3 separate regions of the Sus scrofa genome follow, and all the other regions are linked to region 1. Evidence: chromatin contacts called from public Hi-C and HiChIP or PLAC-seq data. All regions are on one chromosome and are shown on one strand. The core of a region is the stretch at or near the end of the contact, and the rest is flanking DNA. Distances in the headings are between cores, read along the strand shown.

Evidence for each region. Hi-C and Micro-C count contacts between places; a contact is called where the count stands out from the background. HiChIP or PLAC-seq counts read pairs in DNA pulled down with a chosen protein or histone mark.
Region 2: a contact with region 1 is called in an H3K27ac HiChIP or PLAC-seq map of alveolar macrophages. The contact joins two enhancer-like sites. A contact is called at or near these places in 5 of 47 Hi-C or Micro-C datasets (alveolar macrophages, liver, retroperitoneal adipose tissue and 1 more) and 2 of 2 datasets of contacts at active chromatin or transcription factors (alveolar macrophages and skeletal muscle).
Region 3: a Hi-C map of skeletal muscle shows a contact between it and region 1, with 2.8 times the contacts expected there. The contact joins two enhancer-like sites. A contact is called at or near these places in 6 of 47 Hi-C or Micro-C datasets (alveolar macrophages, embryonic fibroblasts, omental adipose tissue and 3 more) and 2 of 2 datasets of contacts at active chromatin or transcription factors (alveolar macrophages and skeletal muscle).

Annotation. Positions count from the first base shown.
Region 1 is chr3:97,044,754-97,048,584 of Sscrofa11.1, reverse strand. THADA (thyroid adenoma-associated protein) reads right to left here. Exons shown (of 40, transcript XM_021088406.1): 31 at 489-657. Among named protein-coding and RNA genes, the nearest start is that of ZFP36L2, 150 kb to the left of the region's middle. Within about 2 kb of position 1,639, at least 15 of the 83 cell types and tissues checked have an H3K27ac peak or open chromatin away from gene starts, as enhancers often do. A contact at or near this core is called in alveolar macrophages, retroperitoneal adipose tissue, skeletal muscle and 1 more, where this site is marked.
Region 2 is chr3:97,129,540-97,133,370 of Sscrofa11.1, reverse strand. All of the region lies in intron 33 of THADA (thyroid adenoma-associated protein), which reads right to left. Among named protein-coding and RNA genes, the nearest start is that of ZFP36L2, 69 kb to the left of the region's middle. Within about 2 kb of position 1,975, at least 31 of the 83 cell types and tissues checked have an H3K27ac peak or open chromatin away from gene starts, as enhancers often do. A contact at or near this core is called in alveolar macrophages, retroperitoneal adipose tissue, skeletal muscle and 1 more, where this site is marked.
Region 3 is chr3:96,971,039-96,974,869 of Sscrofa11.1, reverse strand. THADA (thyroid adenoma-associated protein) reads right to left here. Exons shown (of 40, transcript XM_021088406.1): 28 at 2,798-2,889. Among named protein-coding and RNA genes, the nearest start is that of THADA, 100 kb to the right of the region's middle. Within about 2 kb of position 2,044, at least 5 of the 83 cell types and tissues checked have an H3K27ac peak or open chromatin away from gene starts, as enhancers often do. A contact at or near this core is called in alveolar macrophages and skeletal muscle, where this site is marked.

The DNA.
Region 1 (3,831 bases), core at 390-2,889:
CTGCTGTAACATTTCTAGGAGGAATGCTAAGTTAAAAGCAATAAATAAATTTGTGTGTTTATTCAAAAGAAAAGTCTCCTCTGTAGCACAGAGAAAACAGGAAAATAGGGTTTGGTAATTCATGTACTGCAGTGTCATGCTGCAGGGCAAACCCTCCCTGATGTGTATCAAGGAACACTCACAACTTCACCCTGAACAGGGAGTGGCCCAGAATGTTCTGCAGGCATCCTCGATGAAAAAGACTTCATCTGGTTTAGAGAGGAAGACCAAGTGGAAAAGCATGTTGTAGAAAGCTTAGGTTGCAATATAAAAGACGATCTGCTACTGCATTGCAAATAATGAAAAAAGCACACCCAAGAAATACTTGTTCTTTCAACAAGAGAAAAAAGTTCTATGGATAAAGTTAAAAGCATATCAAATCTGCACCTGCTAACTGTACCAAAGTTCATTAGTGTTTGACAGAAGTCACAAAAAGTGACTTTCCTTACCTGGAGAAGTGTCCCATGAATATGGTTTTGCCGGAAACATTGGTCAGTGCAGTCAGGGAGTTTGGCCAACAGACTTCGGATGGTAGCAGGGATTTCGTCCATCATAACAAATGGGACCAAGGCACGAGCTGCCATTTCACGGGAGCGGTAAACAGGTGAACAACCACATCTGGGAAGATATAAAAACACAAGGCCATTCAACACTCACTTCCACATCCGCACCTTTGCACGTGTTGAGGTTCTGTCTCAGTCTGCCTGAAATACCCAAGGGCAGGGTGAGGGGAGGAGTTGCTCCCCATTCCAAATGATGTTTTTTCATACTTTCCTTACTCCAAATGACTTTTAAAATGTCAATTCTACAGGTGACTTTGCTTTGCTCATAAACACCATTGATAATCTATGATTCTATCTCAGGGAAAAATACAGATAGGATTTGGGAATAAGATAGCTAGCTAGCTGCTCCTTAACAATCAAACAGCTATTTTCTAGGCTCTCATAATGAAAAAATGTGCTATGATAAGTGTCATGAGAAATAAGATTGTCACTGTTGTCTCTGAGGAGCCTATACTCTGGTTGACAAGATGAGAAGTACATTTGAAAAGCCAACTAAGGAGTTCCCGTGGTGGTGCTGCAGAGATGAATCTAACTAGGAACCATGAGGTTGAGGGTTCAGTCCCTGGCCTTGCTCAGTGGTTTGAGGATCCAGCGTTGCCGTGAGCTGTGGATCTGGCATTGCTGTGGATCTGGTGTAGGCCAGGGCGACAGCTCTCATTAGACCCCTAGCCTGGGAACCTCCACATGCCATGGGTGCAGCCCTAAAAACGACAAAAGACAAAAGAAAAAAAAAAAAGAAAAAAAGAAAAGCCAACTAAAAATGACAGGCAAATGATCTTACTGTGATGGCTACAGAAGGATGAAACGGTGGGTGATCATGTTGAGAAGGATGGAACTCAGGAAAGCGAGTGTGATTCAAGGAAGCCACGAGAGGCCAGGCAGCTATTTCAAGCAGGGACAGTTGCGTACAGCAGCGTCGGAAATGCTCGAGGTAAACGTGTCTGATTTCAGCAGAGGCTCATGAATAACAGTGGACCTTAAGGCTGAGAAGTCAGGCCAGACTGGGGCATGCCACCAACGGTAGAGTACTCGCTCTGAACTTACTGCCAGGAGAATAAGACGTGGGCCCTCAAGTTACCAAATCCTTGCCTCTGGGGCTGACTCACAGCCAAAGAGCTTGATGAGAAGCCAGTTCTTAAGTAAGTGAAAGTCACAGAGAAGTGGTATTTTGAGATTCGACAAAGGTCATTGGAAAGGCAGGTCACCTAGGGCCTCTTGCCTTTTTTGTAAACACTCAGAACCTGAGAGTCCACAACCATTTTTGTTGAAAGTGGGCACTTGAGAGCTTTCACAGGTGGAGTTTTATTTGAAAGGAAAGCCCGATATGCTAAGTCCCAGCTTAAATAAGTTCTTGACTAGAACTCCCAAGACTTCACCATCTTTCATCCCATTACAAAAAGGAACTTGGGAGTTCTCGCTGCGGCACAGCAGAAACGGAATCCGATGTGTATCCAGGATGATGCAGGCTCGATCCCTGCCCGCACTCAGTGGGTGGGGGAATCTGGTGTTGCTGTTGCCATAAGCTGTGGTGTAAGTTGCAGAAGCGGTTTAGATCCTGTGTTGCTATGGCTGTGGCGTAGGCCAGCGGCGACAGCTCCGATTCAACCCCTAGCCTGGGAACCTCCATATGCCACGGGTGTGGCTCAAAAATCAAAACAAAACAAAAAAAAGTTATTCAAGGGAGTTCCCGTCGTGGCGCAGTGGTTATCGAATCCGACTAGGAACCACGAGGTTTGGGGTTCGATCCCTGGCCTTGCTCAGTGGGTTAAGGATCCGGCGTTGCCGTGAGCTGTGGTGTAGGTTGCAGATGCAGCTCGGATCCCTCGTTGCTGTGGCTCTGGCATAGGCCGGTGGCTACAGCTCCGATTCAACCCCTAGCCTGGGAACCTCCATGTGCCGCGGGAGCGGCCCTAGAAATGGCAAAAAGACAAAAAAGACAAAAAAAAAAAAAAAAAAAAAAACTCACTCAACTTATACAAGTGCCTTAGATGCCAAGACAAGAATGGGGAGGCTCAGAAGGTAGCAGACTCCGTGGGGGAAAGAGATGGCCTCTTGTTTTTTCCAAAGTTAATCAGTCGTCCAAGAAAAAAACTACCAGTAAGATCTGAGCCATTAGGTGCATTTTGGCTTAGCATGTGGAGAGACAAAGCCCTAAGACCGAGTTGTTTCTAACACTCCAGAGCTATCACTGACATTTATCTTAATATGATAATAAATGTACAGATAGAATTTCTGTACAAATGTAATGATCCAAGCAGAATTTCATCATGGGGAAGAGGGCAGGTTGGAGCAAGTAGGGAGAGAAGAGAGAGAGGTGAAGGGAAGTCAAGGCCTTGTGTCCTTTCCTCCTGGGACAGTCATGGGATGGGTCAAACAGGACACACTTTCAGGATGGAAAAGAGCTCCCCTTACATCATGGTAGGAAAGTCACTGAAGGCGAAGGCTATGGTAGGCAGCTAGAGATTTCCCCATTTTTTTTTTTTTCTTTGTAGGGCCACATCTTATGGAGGTTCCCAAGCTAGGGGTGGAATCGGAGCTGCAGCTGCCAGCATACACCACAGCCACAGCAACTTGGGAGCTGAGCCGGGTCTGTGACCCACACCACAGCTCATGGCAACACCAGATCTTTAACCCACTGAGCGAGGCCAGGGACTGAACCCAAATCCTCAGGGATACTAGTCAGATGCTTAACCTGCTGAGCCACACGGGAACTCCTCCCAATGGTTTTTGACTGGGTTCTGCCAATTCACCCATTTTCTCACTTACTTTTCTTTTAAAACGATTAAATGTTTGATCTGTAATTGGCAAACGCAGTAAAATGTTTGCTTTGGCCCATGGAGGGTTGCGGGGAATGAGTGAGAAAACTTCACTAGATGGAGAAAAGAAAATACTCAGAAAAAGCTTTGAGATTTAATTAGCAAATGACCTCACTCAGCACAGTCATTTGTCGGAAGCTTCCTGGGCTGTCTGTCCCCCACCCCTCTGACACACACACTTTGTGTTATAGTGTGTTTTATGTTACCGAAAAGGCTTTTGTGTATAAATGTTTCTTTTCAAATACAAATAATTCTGACATGGTTACAGATGTTTAGTTTCTAATTAGCAGTAACTGTACACTAAAGAATGCCTCTCCTTCTGCTCCTGACCTTTTGCAAATGATGATTTCGCAAAGAAATCTGGCATCCCAAAAGGAGAAAGAATGGAAAGTGGGAAAAGGGCCAGAATTTTC
Region 2 (3,831 bases), core at 726-3,225, 84 kb before region 1:
CTGAAAAGATGCATATTAATCTAAATAGCCTTAATAAGGGCACTCTGGAAAACAATGTGGATGATATCATTACCACATAATTATGGATACAGTGGAGTTTCACCACAAGAGCATTTAGGTGAATTTAACTTTACTCAGCAAACAGAGAGAAAGGGATTGAAAAATAACAATTAAAAGAGCGAGGGCAGTTTCATCTGACATTCCAAGCACTGAGCATATCCCCAGAGGGTGGCTGTGTGGTTACCTCAGACCAGTGGTTCTCAAAGGCTGGTGCGCTCACCTCCAGAGCTCCTGGCTCAGGATGTCTAGGGCAGGGCCCCCCAACCTCATCTCTAGCCAATTCTGGGGCGATGCTGATGTGCTGATGCAGGGACCACACTTCTCAGACCACCTGAGATCATCCGCGCTTCTTGGAGTGTAAACAGCTTGCCGTGCTGAACGTGTCTAATTCTAGTGCTGAACGGTGTTTGTTTTTGTATATCAGGGCTCCTCATCATGTCAACCCCTTCATCTAGGGCTCAACCAAGAGGCTCCTGAATAGTATACAGTTCCTGGCCTTCGCTGGTTATGTCACAAACCAAGATAGCCTCATTGCTTTGTGCTGAACTGGCCAAAATTAATGGGGCCAGAGGGAGTTGGTGTACAGGCCCCGAGGGACACTGTTTTCTTGGCCCCCGCAGAGACCGTTATGGGAGAAGCTAAAACCCCAGTAATCACAGCAAAATTGTTCTACTTAGAAAGAGGCCAATCAAACAGAAAAAAACAGTTTCACTGCCACACTGGGGACGCTGTATAAATGGCCAGGGTATGGACCGTGCCACTCTGGTGGTCGCTTGCCATTGAGCCTCAGAGGCAGGTTCTTGATTCTACCTTTCCTGTGCTGTCTCCTTGAATGATTGAGTGAACAAATGAATGAATTTCTCTCTCGCATATGGTAATGACTCAGAATTCTCTGATCCCGCTAGATCAGGAAACGTCTGTAGAAGTTTCGGACAAATGAATGAATGAATGAATTTCTCTCTCACATATGGTAATGACTCGGAATTCTCCGATCCCGCTCGATCAGGAAACGTCTGTAGAAGCCCCCCCCACCCCCACCCCTTTACTCTCCTTAAAAAAAGTGAGAGAATACAAAGTGGATTTTACTTTTAAGGCACAGTGAGACGGTCAGCTTTTTCTATTTCAAAGAACTGGAGCTCTGGTCAGAGAGATCTGGTAATCAGACCCAACAAATGTTCTTATCTGGACCAGTTGATAAACTGGTTCTAAAAATAATCAGAGATGATAGTTTGTACACTCTGTGCTGTTAATGGTCTGTTATGCAATTTCTCAGTATAAAAAAAAAACACAATTATGTTTGGAGAGGAGAGGAAACCATAGGAACTACAACAACAACAACACCACAAATCGAGTGATTTAATACATCTTGGCTTCTCCTTATCGAAGGGAAATTCCAATTCTTCTACTTAATCCTCTGCTCCTCCTGGTGAACAGTAATCCTGACCTGAAGGGCCCTTCCAGTCACAGACAAGGAGAAGGACCTGGCGGAAGCGTTTGGAGACTCGCTCCGTCTTGAGAAGCACCCTGAACGGGTGCCGGCTGTTTACGTCTTGCCTACTTTCTGGGTCTCTGAACCCCTTCTGCCCTGCGTACGGGCATGGCCCCGACACACACATCCCTCTGAAAACACTCCCTCCTTCCCCTGCCCCAGCAGATTCTCCAAGTACTTTTTTAGGCACCAAACGCCTTATCTGCTCTTGAGGAAGGAGGATGAGCTTCTGAAAATACTATTTGAAGACTACTTGGTCAACCCAAAAATAACAACAGTCCCTGTGGCTTGGGAGATGGAGTCCGAAGAGTTCTGAAGGGATTTGGGTAGGCTAAAAATGAGCTCACCAGGCCCTGGGTGGGACCAGCAGTTTTCACTTCTTGCCTCCACCCACCATCCCATCCTTGCCTCTGCCCAACACAGGGAGGAAGTCAGGAAATACTTGTGGATAAACACATGACAACCCGAAGACACAAACATAAAATTACTTCTTAGCATACACTGCTTTGGGTTCTTTGTCAGCGAATTGCTCCCAAGGACAAGATTGAGAAATCAGCAACTTCTGTATCATCACAGCTTAGACACCCCCCCATTTCATTTAACCTCTTCCCCACAAAGGATCTGGGGCTTCCCTTTTGCCCTTCGGCAATGAGATACGGTGTGAAACCTTTTTGAGAGTCTCAGTGGCTGGGAAGATTCTTTTAAATAAGTGGGGCTTACCTCTGCCGACGCACCTGTAATGAGTGGCTAGGACTGCTGATCTCAGTGTCTTGCCAGCGCTACAGTTTATAGTTCTGGAAGAAACAGTCTCTAAGACTGAAGAGGTTTCTGGTGCCACTGGCCTACATCAATGTGGGAATGACGCCACAAGGTACAATCTACAGCTGGCAAATCCAACAGAATCTGGTTGCACTGGCATGCGGTTTAGTGTGCCATCAAGTACATTCTGCCAGATGGGCACTGGAGGAGAGCCTGGGAGTAAGCGTAGCTGGCCATGGGACCAGCAGAAGTTCTGATGAGATGACCGACCATTCGTTTTGGTACCAATTTTACTTCCTAATACCTGCTTGTCTTCCTATGCTAGATTTTTTCTTTCTTATAATGTTACTTTCCATGGGGTTTTCACAGTTTTTTTTTTTTTCTCTTTCTTTCAGGTGACCTTTACCCCAATGCTCTGAGGGTACCATCCCCACTTTACAACTGAGGAACCAAGAAGTTTCAAAGCAAAGTGATGAAGGTGATAGTTCTTTTAGCCCATGCAAGTTTAACCACTATAGGAATTGCCCTTTGCCATAAACAACTAACAGCTATAAACTAGACAAACGTGTGAAATTATTGTTTTTAAACATCAGACATGGGCAGTCCAGGACCATGGCCCCCGAGAGAAGAAAGCAACACATAAGGTGAGACTTCTAGTTGCCCCAGACTACTAAGCAGGGGCACCTTCCCTCCCGGCACAGACAGGGAGAACCCAGAGCCCAGAGGTCTTGCTGAGTCAGAACGATTGGATATTCATATGAAAAATAACAAAAAGAACTTCAGGAGTTCCCATTGTGGCTCAGTGGAAATGAATCTGACTAGCATCCCTTAGGACGCAAGTTTAACAAGTTTAATCCCTGGCCTTGCTCAGTAGGTTAAGGATCCGGTGTTGCTGAGAGCTGTAGTGTAGGTCGAAGATGTGGCTCAGATCCTGCGTTGCTGTGGCTGTGGCGTAGGCTGGCAGCTGCAGCTCCAATCTGACCCTTAGCCTAGGAACCTCCATATGCCATGGGTGAGGCCCTAAAAAGACAAAGAAAAAAAAAAAAAAAGAAAAACTTCAACCTTATCTCATGACATACATGAACATTAGCCCAAAGTGGATCACAGATCTAAACGTAAAACTTTAAAAATCAAACTTCAGAAGAAAACCTGAGAGACTGTCTTTGTGACCTTGGGATAGGCAAAGACTTCTTTACTAGGGCACAAAAGGCATAAAACAGGAGTTCTCAGGTGGCCTAGTGGTTGAAGGATCTGGCGTTGTCATTGCTGTGGCACAGGTTTGACCCCGGCCCAGAAACCTCCACATGCCTCAGGCGCAGCAAAAAAAAAAAAAAAAAAAGCATAAAAGACAAAGGAAAAACTGATAAATCGGACTTCATCAAAATTAAAAACATAAGCTCTTCAAAAGACATTGTTAAGAAAAAAGACCTGCTGTGTAGCACTGAAAACTACGTCTAGATACTTACAATGGAGCACGACAATGGGAGAAAAAACTATGTGTACATGTATGTGTAACTGGGTCC
Region 3 (3,831 bases), core at 795-3,294, 74 kb after region 1:
AATGGGATGGGTAAAATACTAGAAGTGGTAACAGAAAAAGCAAACTATGTATCTCTAATGGCACAGGACTTCCAATATTTTTCAGGAAAATGAACTGTTAAAACTTTGTTTTATCCTCCCTATAGCCCTCTTAGTACAGAACAGATCTTATTATTCCTGTTCTATAGATGGAGAAATTGAAGAGCAGAGCGGATAAGGGAGTCTATTAAGGTCATCTCCAGGGGCAGCAAAATGCTTAGAAACCAAGTCTGTTTACTCCAAGATAGACCTTTTTCTCCCCCACTAGATGGGAAAGGCAGATGTTCTTTTTATGTCTAGTTCCCTTCTGATCAAGAGCACATATTTGCAAGACTGTGTGCAGAACCATCTGTGGCTGTGAACGTAGACTCCACTGACCTAGGCGGTGTCATCAGCTGAGTTTAGTTATTCAGTGGTTGAGGAACCAGTCAACAAGGCATCATTATCACTAGCATTCTTACAGTGCCCACCATATATACACAGACTAGAAGGAAAAGGCTCCACCCTCAGGGAGTTAATATTGTAGGGGACAGGTATATAAACATTTTGACCAAAAGTGGCATAATTAAATAAACTACAGCTAAAAGAACCATAACAAATAATGGCAAGTGTAAGACACTCAAAGTTTCGCAAAGCAAATCCAGTGGATGCTGCCAAGAAATATACCCTTTAAGGATTAAACAGAGAATAAAAGCATTGTCTATGTAATGAGATATACCAACCTTCAGATTACTGAAATAAAAACTCTTACCAAAGATGCTCATCACATTAAAAAATTAACTTCTTAATGCCTTCATTTCACTTTTTAGCTTTTACTCAAAACAATTACGTGACTATTCCATTTCCCTCTTTCTAGGAAAGCTATATATTTTGTAACCTTCCTTATTTGAGAGGAATGAAGTTATAATGGGGTTGCCATAAGCATGCTGTGGCAAAGAGACTAGGACTATGTGCTTTTATGTGCTACTCTTCCACCCTGTTTCAGATGTAACCTATGCAAAATGAATCTGATCATTTTCTCCTGTACATAGTAAAACTTGTATACACATCCAAGAATCATTCTCTTCATAAAAAGTAAAAGAGAAAAAAAGCATTTCTTCATTTTTTGAATTCAGCTTTAAACATCAATTTCACTTGCTTGATAAACCTCATACCGTATTTTATTTACACTACTTATCATGGCCTTACATTATAATATGACCAAACTGTTTTAAACCTTAGCACAACTGAATTATTAACAAAATAAACAAACCTAAAAAGAAACACATATCAGCGATTTCAACCTAGTGACAGGAAGAATTTATTTAGGAATCAGCTAAATAGTAAAAATCATCTTTTTACTAATCATCCTTTCAAAGGAATAATGTGATCGTTATGAAAAATACAACTCAGCTGAAAAAAAAAAAAACTTCTCTAGCCTTTCCTTAATATACTCAAGGGATTCACACATTTATAGCCAACTGCTTTCCATTTAAATATTTATTGAATTTTATAGGGTGATATGTAGCAATTTAAATGACAATTCAGAACTACCAGAAGGTTTCACCAGAATTACTTATAGTGTATTACAAAATTATTTCATGATATTTTCTAATTCCTAAGACCTAGTTCCATCATAAGAATATATATATATATATATATATATGCTTTTTAGGGCTGCAAATGTGGCGCATGGAAGATCCCAGGGTAGGGGTTGAATCAGAGCTGCGACTGCTGGCTTACACCACAGCCACAGCCATGCCAGATCCAAGCTGCGTCTGTGACCTCCACCACAGCTCATGGCAATGCCAGATCCTTAACCCACTAAGTGAGGCCAAGGATCAAACCAGCATCTTCATGGTTATCGGTTGGATTCATTACTGCTGAACCACAACAGGAACTGCCAAGAATACATATTTTAATAAACAACAGATTAAAACTGAAATTAAAAGTGCGATCATCCACTTTTTTAGGTAGGAGAGGAATGGAGCTTGATTTATCTCTAGTTCATCCAGAGGAAGACCACTGGGCCAAATCAGATCCTGAAGTTAAAAGTAATTAAGCATGCAGCGACAGTGACATCTAGTGTTAACTCATGCAAGCCACTAGACTACCATTAAAACCAGCCTAAGTACTAAAGAAACTATTCAAAGCTTCTCTTTAAAAACCACCAAACAGAACTTATGCATTGTATCTAAAAATTCCTCATAATCAAAGTGTTTCAGTAAGTTTTTTTCCAGACATTTAAAAAAAAAAACCTTAACAGAAAAACCTCTTAGGGAACAAACACAACAAAGACCTAAAAGTAAACAAGCACTGTTTATCCCGTGTGGCCAACATTTGCAACTGCTCACCTTGGTGAGAGCTTAATGCAATGTAATCTGGGGCGTGTTCTGATGAGCACATCATAAACATTTAAACTTCCAGTTACTATAAAAGCAACAATATGGCACGAGCCAGTACTTGATGACATATCAAGAAAAAGCAATTTAAGACATCTCGGGAATACTCGAAGAAGATGCAAATCAACAAAACTTTAGCTGTTGCACTGGGAAACGAGCTCTACATTTCAAGTCCTTGCTACCTTGCTATATTTTTGTTGCTCTGAAAGGTCCACTTATTTAAACAGTAGATATTTTTACCCAAGGGTTTAGAACTTGGCAGCATAGATTAATTTACTATAGTGTTTTTATAGTTATATACTCTAGAGGAATCTATAAAAGTAAGTGAAATTCCAAAAATTATTTTTGGCCACGACAATATTTTGTAAAAAGGGAAGTTAGCATTAGATGAAGCTTACCTATTTTTTTTGGAAAGTTCATCCTTTCCCTTTTTAACTCCAAATATCCTTGTGATCAAGGTACTGAAGAGAAGCGTGGATGAATTTCTCACCTAATGTAAAAATGTATATACAATAAAGGTTAAGACATATTCATGGCATAACACCAACATTTACAATGTTAAAACTAGATATTCAAAATCATTACCCAATTTCCTAGTGGAGGGCTAAAGGAGATATGGTCTCTATTCATAAAATAAGACAATTTTCACTAACTTTGTAGTAATTCCCTCTATGACTTCCTCTCAAACTGAGCTCTATAGTCTAACCACATCCACACAACACAGCTTTTTTCATACTTCTAATATTACCACCAACTGTTTTATTTCTTTGTGCTTATATCATCGAATAACACTTTAAAAAAAAGTTAATTTTTCCACAACATTTCTGATGATGAATAATACCCCAGTAAAAAGCTCAGCTCTCTCCATCTATTTTCTGTAGTCATCTGCCTATGAGAAAATATAAGACCTAACTCAAAGAACCCACATTATTAACATGGCCAGAAAAATATTTAATATCGTATCTAAAATGCTACTACCCGCACAATGCCAGTAACCTAATAATGTAATTTTAAACCCTAAGATTATCTGAGATAACTGGTTCATAAAAATAAGAAGAAAGAACCATCATTAATAAGCATGAATCACATCTATTTCCAAATCAATGTGTCAGGATGCTTTCCTGTATCATAAAAATGTCCTGAATGCATACTGGGCTTCCTCAATTACCTTGCCAAATCAGCGTAGACAGGTATAAACATGTATTGACTTCCCCACAATGTGTAAGGCCCTATACCAGCACCACAGAGAACATCCAGAAATAGAAGACACACACTTACTGCTAACACAGAGCTTATGCCTAATTAGATGGGCATCATATGGTGTGTTAAACAGCAACATAAGAAGAAAGGTAATTAAAAGCAACAATGTAGGATGGAGACCATAGCTTCCCGAAACTACTGCTGAAAGGATCACAAACTCAAATGCCCACAA